Linked DNA regions of Mus musculus: regions 1, 2 and 4 are each linked to region 3. Evidence: chromatin contacts called from public ChIA-PET, Hi-C and HiChIP or PLAC-seq data. All regions are on one chromosome and are shown on one strand. Each heading gives the region's core, a stretch centred on a gene start, on an enhancer-like site or on the middle of the called end of the contact. The rest is flanking DNA. Distances are from core to core; before and after follow the strand shown. Region 1 overlaps Ksr1 (kinase suppressor of ras 1). Region 2 overlaps Ksr1 (kinase suppressor of ras 1). Region 3 overlaps Rab11fip4 (RAB11 family interacting protein 4 (class II)). Region 4 has its middle 22 kb from the start of Lyrm9.

The links. Hi-C and Micro-C count contacts between places; a contact is called where the count stands out from the background. ChIA-PET counts read pairs in DNA pulled down with a chosen protein or histone mark. HiChIP or PLAC-seq counts read pairs in DNA pulled down with a chosen protein or histone mark.
Region 1: a contact with region 3 is called in an RNA polymerase II ChIA-PET map of memory CD8 T cells, with 6 read pairs. The contact joins two enhancer-like sites. A contact is called at or near these places in 1 of 39 promoter capture datasets (the C10 cell line) and 1 of 115 datasets of contacts at active chromatin or transcription factors (memory CD8 T cells).
Region 2: a contact with region 3 is called in a BATF HiChIP or PLAC-seq map of CD8 T cells, with 5 read pairs. The contact joins two enhancer-like sites. A contact is called at or near these places in 2 of 115 datasets of contacts at active chromatin or transcription factors (CD8 T cells and memory CD8 T cells).
Region 4: a Hi-C map of liver shows a contact between it and region 3, with 3 times the contacts expected there. The contact joins two enhancer-like sites. A contact is called at or near these places in 2 of 39 promoter capture datasets (liver and pre-B cells), 1 of 15 datasets of contacts at CTCF or cohesin (large pre-B cells), 2 of 484 Hi-C or Micro-C datasets (B cells and liver) and 1 of 115 datasets of contacts at active chromatin or transcription factors (astrocytes).

The regions. Positions count from the first base shown.
Region 1 is chr11:79,040,864-79,043,563 of GRCm38.p6, reverse strand. Ksr1 (kinase suppressor of ras 1) reads left to right here. Exons shown (of 19, transcript NM_013571.3): 5 at 364-368; 6 at 2,627-2,687. Among named protein-coding and RNA genes, the nearest start is that of Gm11201, 19 kb to the right of the region's middle. Within about 2 kb of position 1,388, at least 27 of the 459 cell types and tissues checked have an H3K27ac peak or open chromatin away from gene starts, as enhancers often do. A contact at or near this core is called in memory CD8 T cells, where this site is marked.
Region 2 is chr11:79,130,898-79,133,597 of GRCm38.p6, reverse strand. All of the region lies in intron 1 of Ksr1 (kinase suppressor of ras 1), which reads left to right. Among named protein-coding and RNA genes, the nearest start is that of Ksr1, 14 kb to the left of the region's middle. Within about 2 kb of position 1,352, at least 70 of the 459 cell types and tissues checked have an H3K27ac peak or open chromatin away from gene starts, as enhancers often do. A contact at or near this core is called in CD8 T cells and memory CD8 T cells, where this site is marked.
Region 3 is chr11:79,659,190-79,661,889 of GRCm38.p6, reverse strand. All of the region lies in intron 3 of Rab11fip4 (RAB11 family interacting protein 4 (class II)), which reads right to left. Among named protein-coding and RNA genes, the nearest start is that of Gm30718, 14 kb to the right of the region's middle. Within about 2 kb of position 1,384, at least 205 of the 459 cell types and tissues checked have an H3K27ac peak or open chromatin away from gene starts, as enhancers often do. A contact at or near this core is called in CD8 T cells, liver and memory CD8 T cells, where this site is marked.
Region 4 is chr11:78,847,645-78,850,503 of GRCm38.p6, reverse strand. No RefSeq gene overlaps it. Among named protein-coding and RNA genes, the nearest start is that of Lyrm9, 22 kb to the right of the region's middle. Within about 2 kb of position 1,548, at least 26 of the 459 cell types and tissues checked have an H3K27ac peak or open chromatin away from gene starts, as enhancers often do. A contact at or near this core is called in liver, where this site is marked.

The DNA.
Region 1 (2,700 bases), core at 139-2,638, 620 kb after region 3:
AGCTCCATGTTTGCTCAGAGCATGTCCCTGCTTGACCCTTCCTGGAATCTACCTTCCAGCTCTGCATGGCTGAGTCTCTGCCCTCCTACCCAATTCCCTGCCTCTCTAACAGACCAATCCATCCCCTTTTTCCTGGACCTTAGGCACTCATCCCCATGGGCCATGTGACCTAGGAAGACCCTGTTTTCTTGGTGGTAAAAGTGGGGTGAATCTGCTATGTTGGGTGACTAGCAAGGCCTACCCAGGGCTAGGTCTCTGTCCCTTGTCCCAGCCCTTGGCTTGCTCTGTAACCAGGTAGCTTTCCAAGCCCAGACTGAGCCAATGTGGTGACATCACCCCTTGCTCTCCTTTTTGTCTCTCCAGGTTTGGTAAGAACAATTCATTGTCATCCCTTCTGCCACTGGAAGTCATGGTCGAGTCGATGTCCCCATCCGGGGTGGATTTCTCTGAGCACACCTTAGCCCCATTGGCTGTTCCATAGTCCAGAAGCAAAAGTGTTGGCAGCCACTTCGTGAAATAGCTCTGAGACAGCTGGCCTTAAAATGACAGGCTGGCCCTAGCCTAGCCTATGGAAAGTTGAGACTTTGAAAGTACCCTCATGAGCCCCGCCCCAAGCCTGGCTCCACCTTGCCATCTATGTAGTGACCCCTGTGCCTGCTCCTGCCTTCTGAGCTGCCTCAGCAAGCTGTGCTCTGGGTGGGGAATGTCTTCCAGCTGGACCCTGCTCAAGGCTCAGGACTCCCCTCCGTAGGAGACAGGAATTCCTAGAGACAGCTCCAACCCTGAGAGTACAAGTTCCCCAAGAAAAAGAGGAGACCCAGGCCACCCTGGAGTTCCACTTTCCTCCCATCTCCAACTGGGATTAGGGTCTCACACGCACTCACAAACTGTGAGGTCCTGTGACTCTGTTTTGGGTCATCTGAGTGCCCCAGGAATGGCTAGGGTTTTCTCAGTGAAATAGCGATTTGTTTTTCTACTAGCTAGATGGTAATAGTGTCTGGGGTGAGGCCTGAGGAGAGAGGGCAGGCAGGGCCTGGCAGGCAGTGACAGTCCTGGAGGGAGCTCCCGCACCATCCCAGGAAGGCAGAGAAGGAGGAGAAGGTACTGCACTCCTCTCTCTAGGGCCCTTCCCAAAGCCTGCATCTCTGACCCTAGGATACCGCTTACCACCAAAGCCTACATCTCTGACCATCACTCCTCATTCTCGGGTGGCTGTGGTGGCCAAGGGCCCAGGGCAGTGAGTCTGTGGGGCTCCCAGGACCAGGATTCCATCCGGACCCAGAGCCGTGCTGCCTGTCACAAAAGGCTGCATACTTGTGGCCGACATGAGAAATCAGAGGCCAGGCCCTGAGCTTCATGGCTGGCCGCTCCCTTTGCTACTGTTTCTCGCAGCTGCGGGCTCACACCTCTCACAGTGCTGTCTTTTGACATCCTTGGCCACAGACTGAGTGGGGTTGGCCCTGGGAGGAAGTTGAGAGGCAAACAACCTCATGGAGGATGTGCCAGAGAGCCGCTGGTGATAGCGCTGTGGGCTCCCTATTGTCAGGAGGGCAGCAGAGGCCCTTTTGTCACGATCACAGTTCCTTGTTTGGTGTGGGCCGGGGGTCCTTGTGCTGCTGAGTCTGTGGTACCCGGCCTTAGACAAGTTAGCGTGCCGGGAGTACCAGCTGTGAGAAAGAACATTAGGAATAGGGAGAGTAGCTGCCCTGGAGGGGTGGGACATTTGTTATCTGAGTACTGTGATTCTTAATTTTGGGGGGGTATAGAACCCTTTGATATGTTGGATAAAAGTCCACACCATGTTTACCAAACAAAAAGCCTGCAGTAGTCTACTGACCACCCCTGGGGAGTTCTGGGTCCCTGAATCTTCTTTGGGCTCAGAAGAATGGGGCACAGGTCGGTCATTTAGGCTGTAGGTCATGGACAGGGCCCAGCCATTGTTCTACCTCAAAGTTGGCTTTGCCATAAACACTGGTATGACTGCTCTTAGAGGAAGCCATATTAGGAGAGAGAGCTCTCAGGGGGCCTGCATATGGTAAGCAGAGGGGACCCTCCAAGCCCGCGGTCCTCCTCAGCAGAGAAAGGGGAGCAGGGGTCTCCCTACAGGTTCAAGGGATGGCCCGGAAGAGCCACACCATCTCCTTGCTCTTCTGTGATCAGCAAGGACTATCCCCAGGGTGCTGCTGGCTGGAAGAGTGCAGGTGGAGTTGCATGGCTGACCAGCCCCGTGCCCTGTGCTGAGGTCAGGTGTCCACCAGTTTAACCAAAATTAGCCAGAATTGAGTCCTAAAGGTGAATGCCCAATGAAGGAGAGCCAGAGGCTGGTATGCACATGAGAGTCTCTCAGCTTTGCATCCATTCCACTGCCTCCCACCAAAGCAGACTGGCAATATAGGCAAGTGTGCCACCTGAAGAGCTAGGCAAGGACCCAGTGTGAGGGTGACCACACGGCCTCCTGCACTAGCAGGGTCTGGCCCATCTCTGTGTGATGGGTATTGATTCAGTGAAGCGTCTCTGTGCATCAAGCCCCGTCTAGCCTGTGATCTCTGAGATAGAAGCTCGCAAGCAGAGGTCAGCTCTACAGAGCCTCCCCAGTTCACCCAACTTGGCTTCTTTCCACCCACAGAACTCCCTCATGGATCCCCACAGCTGGTACGAAGGGATATCGGGCTCTCGGTGACGCACAGGTAGGTTCAGCTG
Region 2 (2,700 bases), core at 103-2,602, 530 kb after region 3:
GGGGATTGAACCTAGGGCCTCACACCTGACAGACAGGCGCCCTGCCACTGGGTTACATTGGGCCTGTTGTTGTCTTTTCACTTTTTACGTTTTGAGATTGGGTCTTATTCAGCTACCCAGGCTGATCCTTCAACTTATTCTGTAGCCCAGGCAGGCCTTGAACTCATGAGCTGAGGTCTCCAGTGTAGCTGAGATTTCAGGTCTAAGTCTCCAGGCCTGGCTTCTACTTAGTTGGCATTATTTTAAAGCACGCCACTGTTCTCTGTTACCTTCGGTTCTGTCGTTTTAACTGTCATGTGATACCGCGTGCAGTTGTGCTGTCTGTCACCTGCCAGATGTTTTTGCTGGTTTTGGACATTTCAGTTGTTTCTAGAATTCTGCTGTTTAAACAGTGTGACTAGAACCATTCTTATACAAGCACCTCTTTTGCTCCTGTTCTGAATTCAATTCATATCCTTCACATAATCCCATGAATGGAATTCTTAGGTTAAAATGAGTCAGGAGTGCCTACCTGTCTGCCTCTGGCTGTCTCTGCCATGTGCTCCCCACTACTCCCTTTACATGAAAGTTTCCCACCATCCAAGATGGTCTTAAACTGTTAATCCTTTTGCCTCCATCTCCTAAGTTCTGGGAGTTCAGGGTGTGTACCTACTCCCAGTTTCCCCATGTATTTATCTGTGCATTTCTTCCTAACCTCTCTATTAAAATTTTTTTGGCCTTGTTAAATCATTTTTCATTTGCTCTTTATTTCTCTGTACATTCATTCGATGTTGATTTAGCAACTGCTCTGTGCTGAACACTGCCTTAGATGCTGGAGAAAGGCAGGCAGGGCGGCAGAGGGCTCCGGTAGTGGAAGGAGGCAAATGAGAAGCCAAGGACAGAGGTTTGCGCCAAGGAGAATGGAAGTGCGGAGAGAGGAGGCAGGGTTGGGCCTTAGTTTGGGGTTGGAGTTGTGTGTGGAGAGGGGGTATTTCCGGCAAATGGTGTGTGTGTCCATGAATAGATGGAGTCTGGATCATGAATTCCTGCAGCGGGGAAGAGGGGCTATACGGGGACTATCCTGTGTGATAGCCATGAGGCGGGAATGGGGACTTGGGACACAATGGTGACAGAAAGGGTGTTCTCCCCGTGCTGTCTCCTTAGCCTTTTTCTGGACACTGCTCTGTGGCATGGCACAAACCTATCTGAGGGGAGAATTGACTCTGGCAAGTTGGCTGGCTGGTCAGGGCGTATGAGGCTGAGTAAACCCGCAGGAGGTGTTGGTGAGGTGTGAAGGAGGTTGAGTGCCCCCTCCTCCCCCTCCCCCTACCTCCCGCTGACTCATCTCTGCACCGAGGTGTGTAAGATCTTGGGAAATGCACCTTGTGCTGCCAGTCTTTACTGCGGGGACAGGAGTACTTTCCCAGCCCTGCTCGGGGTTGGGGGTGGGGGTGCCTTGAACCTCTGCCAAGGGAGGAGCTGGGAACTGAGGTGGCCAGCTCTGTTGCAGGGCTGCTGAGACCAGGTGTGGTTATCTGGCAGCCACTTATGGGAAACAGTGCCTGAGAAGTAGACTCGGGAAACCCCCTTCCTCCTCGGCTGCCCCATCTTCACTAACACTTTGGCTGTAGCTTCTGCCAGGAGCGTAGTCCTGGGGATGCTGTGCTGTGCTGTGCTGTGCTGTGCTGTGCTGTGCTGTGCTGTGCTGTGCTATGTGTGCTGTGCTGTGCTGTGCTGTGCTGTGCTGTGCTGTGTTGTAGTGTGCTGTGCTGTGCTGTAGTGTGCTGTGCTGTGCTGTAGTGTGCTGTGCTGTGCTGTCCTGTGCTGTGCTGTGCTGTCGTGTGCTGTGCTGTGCTGTGCTGTGCTGTGCTGTGCTGTGCTGTGCTCTCCTCTGCTCTGCTCTGCTCTGCTCTGCTCTGCTTCTTCTCTTCCTCCCCGACTCCCATTTGGGATTTGTGCATGCTAGACAAGTATTCTGCTATTGAACCATATCTTCAGTGGTTGGTTTTCTAGGATAGGAACTTGCTATGTAGATCAGACTGGCCTTGAATTCTTGACCCTCCTATCAGTGCCTCCTGAGTGCTGGTTTGCAGGTGGTCGCTGCCACCTCAGGCTTGACATTGTGTTGTTTTCGTAGTGTTCTTTCCTTAGGGAGGGTAAAGAGGGTTTGTAAAATCTGCATAGATACTTAAATGTCTTTTATCTTCTCTGTCTGTCTGTCTGTCTGTCTGTCTGTCTGTCTGTCTGTCTCTGCCAGGATCTCATGTATCCCAGCAGGCCCTGAACTTGCTATGTGCATGGTCTTTCCCTCCCGCTTCTCCTGCCTCCACCTTTGAGTGCACCAACATGCCTAGTTTATGTGGTGTTGGGAAGCCAGATCAAGGGGTTCATCGTACATGCTTAGTAAGCACTCTGTCAATTGAGCTACAGTCCCAAGCTCCTCAAAAGTTTATTTGGACAGCCTAGAATGTATTCGTGCAGAGAGCAGCAGGGTTTGCGCTGGCTCTTAGGAATGGGATGGTGGATGCTGGCTGTCATGTTGTTTGGAGGAACCTGATGGCTCCTACGCTCTATTGCCATTGAGCTGGGGCCAGGGTTGGTCAGAGTTACCCAGCTCCTGAGGCTCCCTGTATAGGAGTTTGTTGCTCTCTGGTAAGGGAAGGCAGGATCCTGGGAGGAGAATAATTTAGGGTCTCTGTTTCTCTGTCACACGGTGAGGGC
Region 3 (2,700 bases), core at 135-2,634:
GGTCTTTTGCAGTCGTAAAACCCTCCCCACTGAGACTCCTTTCCCTAGCAATAACAGACACCATCTTTCACCAGGGAAGGGCCCTGGAAATTGCCCCAGGGAATGTGGGAACCCAAGCAATTATCACCTGCCTCTTGCTCTGGGAAGGGAGACAGAGGCTTGGAGAGCATCAGGAACCAGTGCAAAGTGGGGCCCAATCCAAAATGACTAGAGCAGCAAGCACGGAGGCAGGACCTCTGACCCCTCTGCTACTTTAGGGGGAGGGGGCAGGGGTGCTATAAATCAGCCAGTAGAAAACTGGTGAGTCCTTAAGAGTTCAGCAACGAATCATTTCTAGCTCTTTTGGGGAAAGCAAGACCAGAAGTGGGAGATGGAGAGGTGACGGAATGCTGTCTAGGGCTGTATTGGTACCACGTTTACAGAGGCTTCGATGCTAGGCCCTGGGAAACACTTGTCGCAACGGAGAAGCAACTATGTCAACAACTTACATTGAGGTGGACTGTGGGCTCTTACGGGACTCAAGGGCATAGGCTGGTGGCCTGCGCACACCTCCACCCATAGGAGCATCTTGCTGAGGGGAAGCAGGACCTGTCTCAAATCCCTACACTACTAGGCTGGTTCTGTCTTCTAACCCTTCAGATGCCCCGTGAGAGGGGAAAAGCAGGAAACTGGCTTCATGCAGCAGCCATCACCTATGGAAACAACTTCACCACTTACAGCTCCCTAGGGAAGCAGCCCAGCTAAGAGCAGGACACTGATGGGGGCTGACAAGCTCTCTTCCCATTTCCACCAGATTCCCCCTAAAACACTTCTGGAACAGCGCCACAGGGATCGCGGGCACCCTCCTCGGGCACCAAGTTGGTTCCGCTCACGCTCGCACCTGGGCGCTGGCCGAAGGCCCGGAGCAAGCAGAGGGGTCAGTGGTTTTGCGAAGGTACTCTGATCTCCCTGGCCAGCACAGGGAGGGTAGAGGCGAATCCACCAACTTCCCACTCCTGGTGCAAGCTAGGTGCGTCCCGCGGTCGCCGCTTACCTGGCATCCGGGAGCCGGCGGGGAGCGCATCCCCCGACCGGCTGCAGGTCGGGCCGCTGTAGATGAACAAGAAGCCAGCGGCTGGTCGAGTCGGGTCCGGCGGGGTACACGGGGACGAAGCCAGCACCGTGCTCAGAAAACAATCCGGGAGGCGCGCTGCTCCGCACCAGTTGAAGCCGCCGGTCCCGCCCCCGCCCGCACCCGTTGCCGGGAGACCCGCGTGGGCCGAAGGGGCTCTTTGTATCAAAGCTGCCGTGACATCACGAGGCGCCCAAGCTCCCCGGGCTCCGGCGGCCGGGCCTCGCACAGGGGGCGGGTCCTGAGGCTCGGAGGCCTGGGAACCCGAGCCGAGGGGGCGGGGCCCAGGTAGCCCCGCCCACCCAAGGTAAGGGGCAGGTGGCGGAGGCGGTGGCCGCCAATGGCCACACGGTCGGCGCCTCGGTGGGTGGAGCTTGTCTGAGCGTGCAGTTTACTGCCAGCAGGTCAAACACTAGAGTTTGGATGAAATTCTCCGGCCATCTCAATGCTATGTCCCTGTTTGATGTCCTCAAACTTAATATCTCAGTGCTGCGAGACTCCGGCAGCACTGTTCAGCTCAAACTCGCGAACTAAAAGCCTGCCCCAACCCACCACCAGCTGAAATCTGATTTGGAGTCCTACCCACTACTTTGTTTTCTTCACACCAAGCGAAAGCTATCCATAGCTAGCCCAGCACCAAGACACAAGTGGCAAGTATACAAGAAACAAGTACCAAGATAAGAACTAGAGAACTCAACAAAGAAAGATTTCCATCAGAAACACCGTCTCCCTCTCAGGCTTTCACACCATTCAGGATTTAAACATGGCCGAAATGTTTAGAATTCAAGCAAGACAGCAAACGCTAGGACCAGTTTCCCTTCATTTTGGTAGTGTTTTACATAACTCGGGAAAAGCCTGATTACCTTCCTGACTGGCCTCAAGCCACGTTCTCATGTTCTTCATACACTACACACTGACACAAATACTTGGGTATACTTAGAATGGGCAAGGTGGCTTCACATCACACACACACACAGACACACACACACACTCATATACACACATACTCACACTCATACAGACTCATACTCATACACATACATACTCACACACACACACACACACCTACCTCTGCTGCTCTCTAGCTCAGCATTTTTCAACCTTTGGGCTGCAACCCCTTTGGAGTTGGAAGACCCTTTCACGGTGGTCGCATTTCAGATATTTATATTACAATTCATAACAGTAGCAAAATTACAGTTATGAAGTAGCAATAAAAATAACGTTATGGTTGGGGGTCACCACAGCACGATGACCTGTATGTTAAAGGGTCACAATATCAAGAAGACTGAGAACCACTACTCTGGCCCTTTGCTCTCAACCTCTTTCTCACCCGCTGTGTGTGAGCAATAAATTTCCAACTACCTCTCTGCTTACCTGGTCAAAGCCCACTAGAGTTGCAGCTTTGCTTGGACAGCCTTAGCTAGAGGGGACCTCCACGTAAGGTCTGTGAGAGTGGTGAATCCCATCTTGTAAGGCCTTCTCTGAATTTATGTCTTGTAGTTTCTACACAACCTTTGGAACTGCGTACAGATGCCATAGACAGTTTCTCACACTGTCTCGGTCCAGTCTCCATCCTAGCTAGTCAGGGT
Region 4 (2,859 bases), core at 299-2,798, 810 kb after region 3:
AAAAATCAGGGAATTTGCCAGTCAGACAAGGAGGGACTGAAGGAGAGAGGTAATGGCCATGTGGCAGGGCAGAAGTTAGAATAAACAGATTAATTGAGTTATACAAGCTAGTTGGGAAAGAGCAAAACTATAAGGCCTAAGCATTCATAAATAAATAATAAGTGTCTGTGTCATTATTGGAAGCTGGCCAGTTGAGACAGCCCAGTGATACTATGTAATTGAAGATAATCCTTGATCCTCCTGCCTATTCTTCCAATCGCTGGCTGGGATTATAGGAACACAACAACAATAACAGTAACAATGATTTTATTGTTATTATTATAAATAAAATGTAACTTTAAAACAATAAATAGGAGTTGGAGAATTGACTCAGCAGTGATGGGCACTTGGTGCTCTTGGCAGAGGGCTCAGCTACCGTTCCCAGGATCCACACGGTGGCTCCCAACCATCTGTAGCTGTAGTCAGGCATTCACACACATGGCACACTTAGCATGCATGTGAGCCAAGCACTCAAACATTTAAAATAAAGAATAGGGCTGGTGAGATGGCTCAGTGGTTAAGCACTGACTGCTCTTCCAAAGGTCCTGAGTTCAAATCCCAGCAACCACATGGTGGCTCACAACCATCTGTAATGAGATCTGACACCCTCTTCTGGTATGTCTAAAGACATCTACAGTGTACTTATATATAATAATAAATAAATATAAAAATAAATTAATTAAATAAAATAAAATGAATAAGTCTTGCCAGGTGGTGGTAGAATTCAGGAGGCAGAGGCAGGTGGATCTCTGAGTTAGAGGCCAGCCTGGTCTTCAGAGCAAGTTCCAGGACAGCCAGGGGTATACACAAAGCAACAGTTTTTTTAAAAAAATCTAACTAATTAAGTATAATGGAAATAAGCTTGCTACATATTAGCTTATTCTATAGAAAGTAACTATAATCTAGGCTGGTTTTGAGCTCATTGCAGCCTCCTGCCTCAGTTTCCACATAGTCTTCTTGATACTACATCAAAACTGTAAGCACTGATAAAATAGTAACAGAGACACTTACAGGAACAAGAGGCAAAGTTCTCACGCCCTGAGTCCACCAAGAGCGCTAACCATTGAGTCTTTCTCCTCCTTAGTAAACAATGTATGATGCACATCTGCCCCTATTTCCTTATATCTTATCACAAGGGAAAACCCGACCAGGTAGAGGACAGTGCTATGATGTCTGCAGGAACAAGCTGGCCATTGACCTGTCATACACAGGAAAGTCCCACCATGAGGAAGAAAGTCCGTAAAGCACTACCCAGTCCCCAAAGCCCCAGCCCGCCTCTGGCCACCTGGTAAATGGCTTGCTGTCAGCTGCAGCCCCATGCTGGGTCTTCTTCCTTAGTCCCATTTCTAATTAAGCCGTTGCTTGGCAGCTCCGTTGTACCATAGCCTCCGTTTTTGTTTCTGTGATCACTGGGATCGGGAACTGCCTGGTGACTCTGGTGGGTGTGCGAGATAATGCCAGGGCAGGTGCAATGCACTGGACCTCAGGCCTCCAGACACCATCTCCTCCAGCAGCTAGGCAACCTCCCCGGTGTGCTTGTATTCTTCCCCAGAGTAGGGCTGTAATGGCCCCAGCAGGAGAGGAGACATCCTAGAGACATTAATGTCCTTCATCAGTTAGAATATTTGGACTATGGGCCCCAAGGAAATTCCCTCAGAAATCCCGTGCTGGGAGAGTCAGAGGCAGGTAATCAATCTTTCTCCCCCTTCCTTCCTCCCTCTACCCCACCGGCCCCTTTTCCTCTTTCCAAAAACCAAAGTGCATAAACCACACCCTTTTCTTGCCTTTCTTGGTAGCTGGGGAATTCCCAGAGCACTGGAGACCTGAGTGGCAGACTCCATAGCTTGTGGACCTGGAGCCCCAGAGTTTCTAGACTCTGGCAGAGTAGGAAGAACACACCCACTTTTTCCCTGGAATCCTTTCCTCTTCTCTCTTAATTCCCATTCAAGTTAGGTCATGAGATGCTGACCTGTGGTGTTTGAGTTGGGGCACCGGACTTTGTCCTTTTTGGATCTTGCTATCAAATGTCCTACAGGTTAGGATGCCATAGTCCTGCTGTGTTCAAGCCAAGAGTGGCAGGAGGCAGACTTCTCTTAAGACTGGCCATCCTGGGTTAAAAAAATCACTGGCAGGGGACTAAGGTAGCATGTGAAAGTCTCTTGCTGTGTGTGTGTGTGTGTGTGTGTGTGTGTGTGTGTGTGTGTGTGTGTGTGTGTGTGTGTGTGTGTGTATGTTTTTTCTTTCTCTTTCCTGTCTTCCTTTCCATACTGGCTCCCATTTCCCACAAACCAGTCTGCTTTCATAACCTCTAAACAGCCTTTGCGGAAAATAATTTCTTGATTGCTATCAGGTCCAAAGTTTCATACACACACACACCACTACCCCAATGGCAGTCCTGGCAACAAACGTTCTAAATAGAAGAACTTTGGCCAGAAAAACACAAGCCAGAAGGTAGGTTTCTGTTTACCAGAAACCTCCCTTGATCCATTATCTGCCAGGATCTCTCTTCATCTACCACAAAGGTCAGCTACGTCAGGCAAGAGCATCTAGTTCCTGGTCAATAATGCCTGAATCTCTCGAAGCCCCCTATGTTTGCTGACTGCCGTAGGAAATCTGCTTGCCTTTCTCCATCTTGCTCTGCCCCCTGCCCAGAGATTAGTTTGGGCAGTTTGGTCCCCAGCAAATTTTTCTTTTTAGCCATGAGAGGTCTAGTTTGGTGGTTTCACTGTGCCCTCCCTTATAATCCTTGGACAATCCAGCTGAGACCTGTCACCATGAGATCCAGAGCCTTGTACTGTCACCTTGTACAGGAGCTAGAGT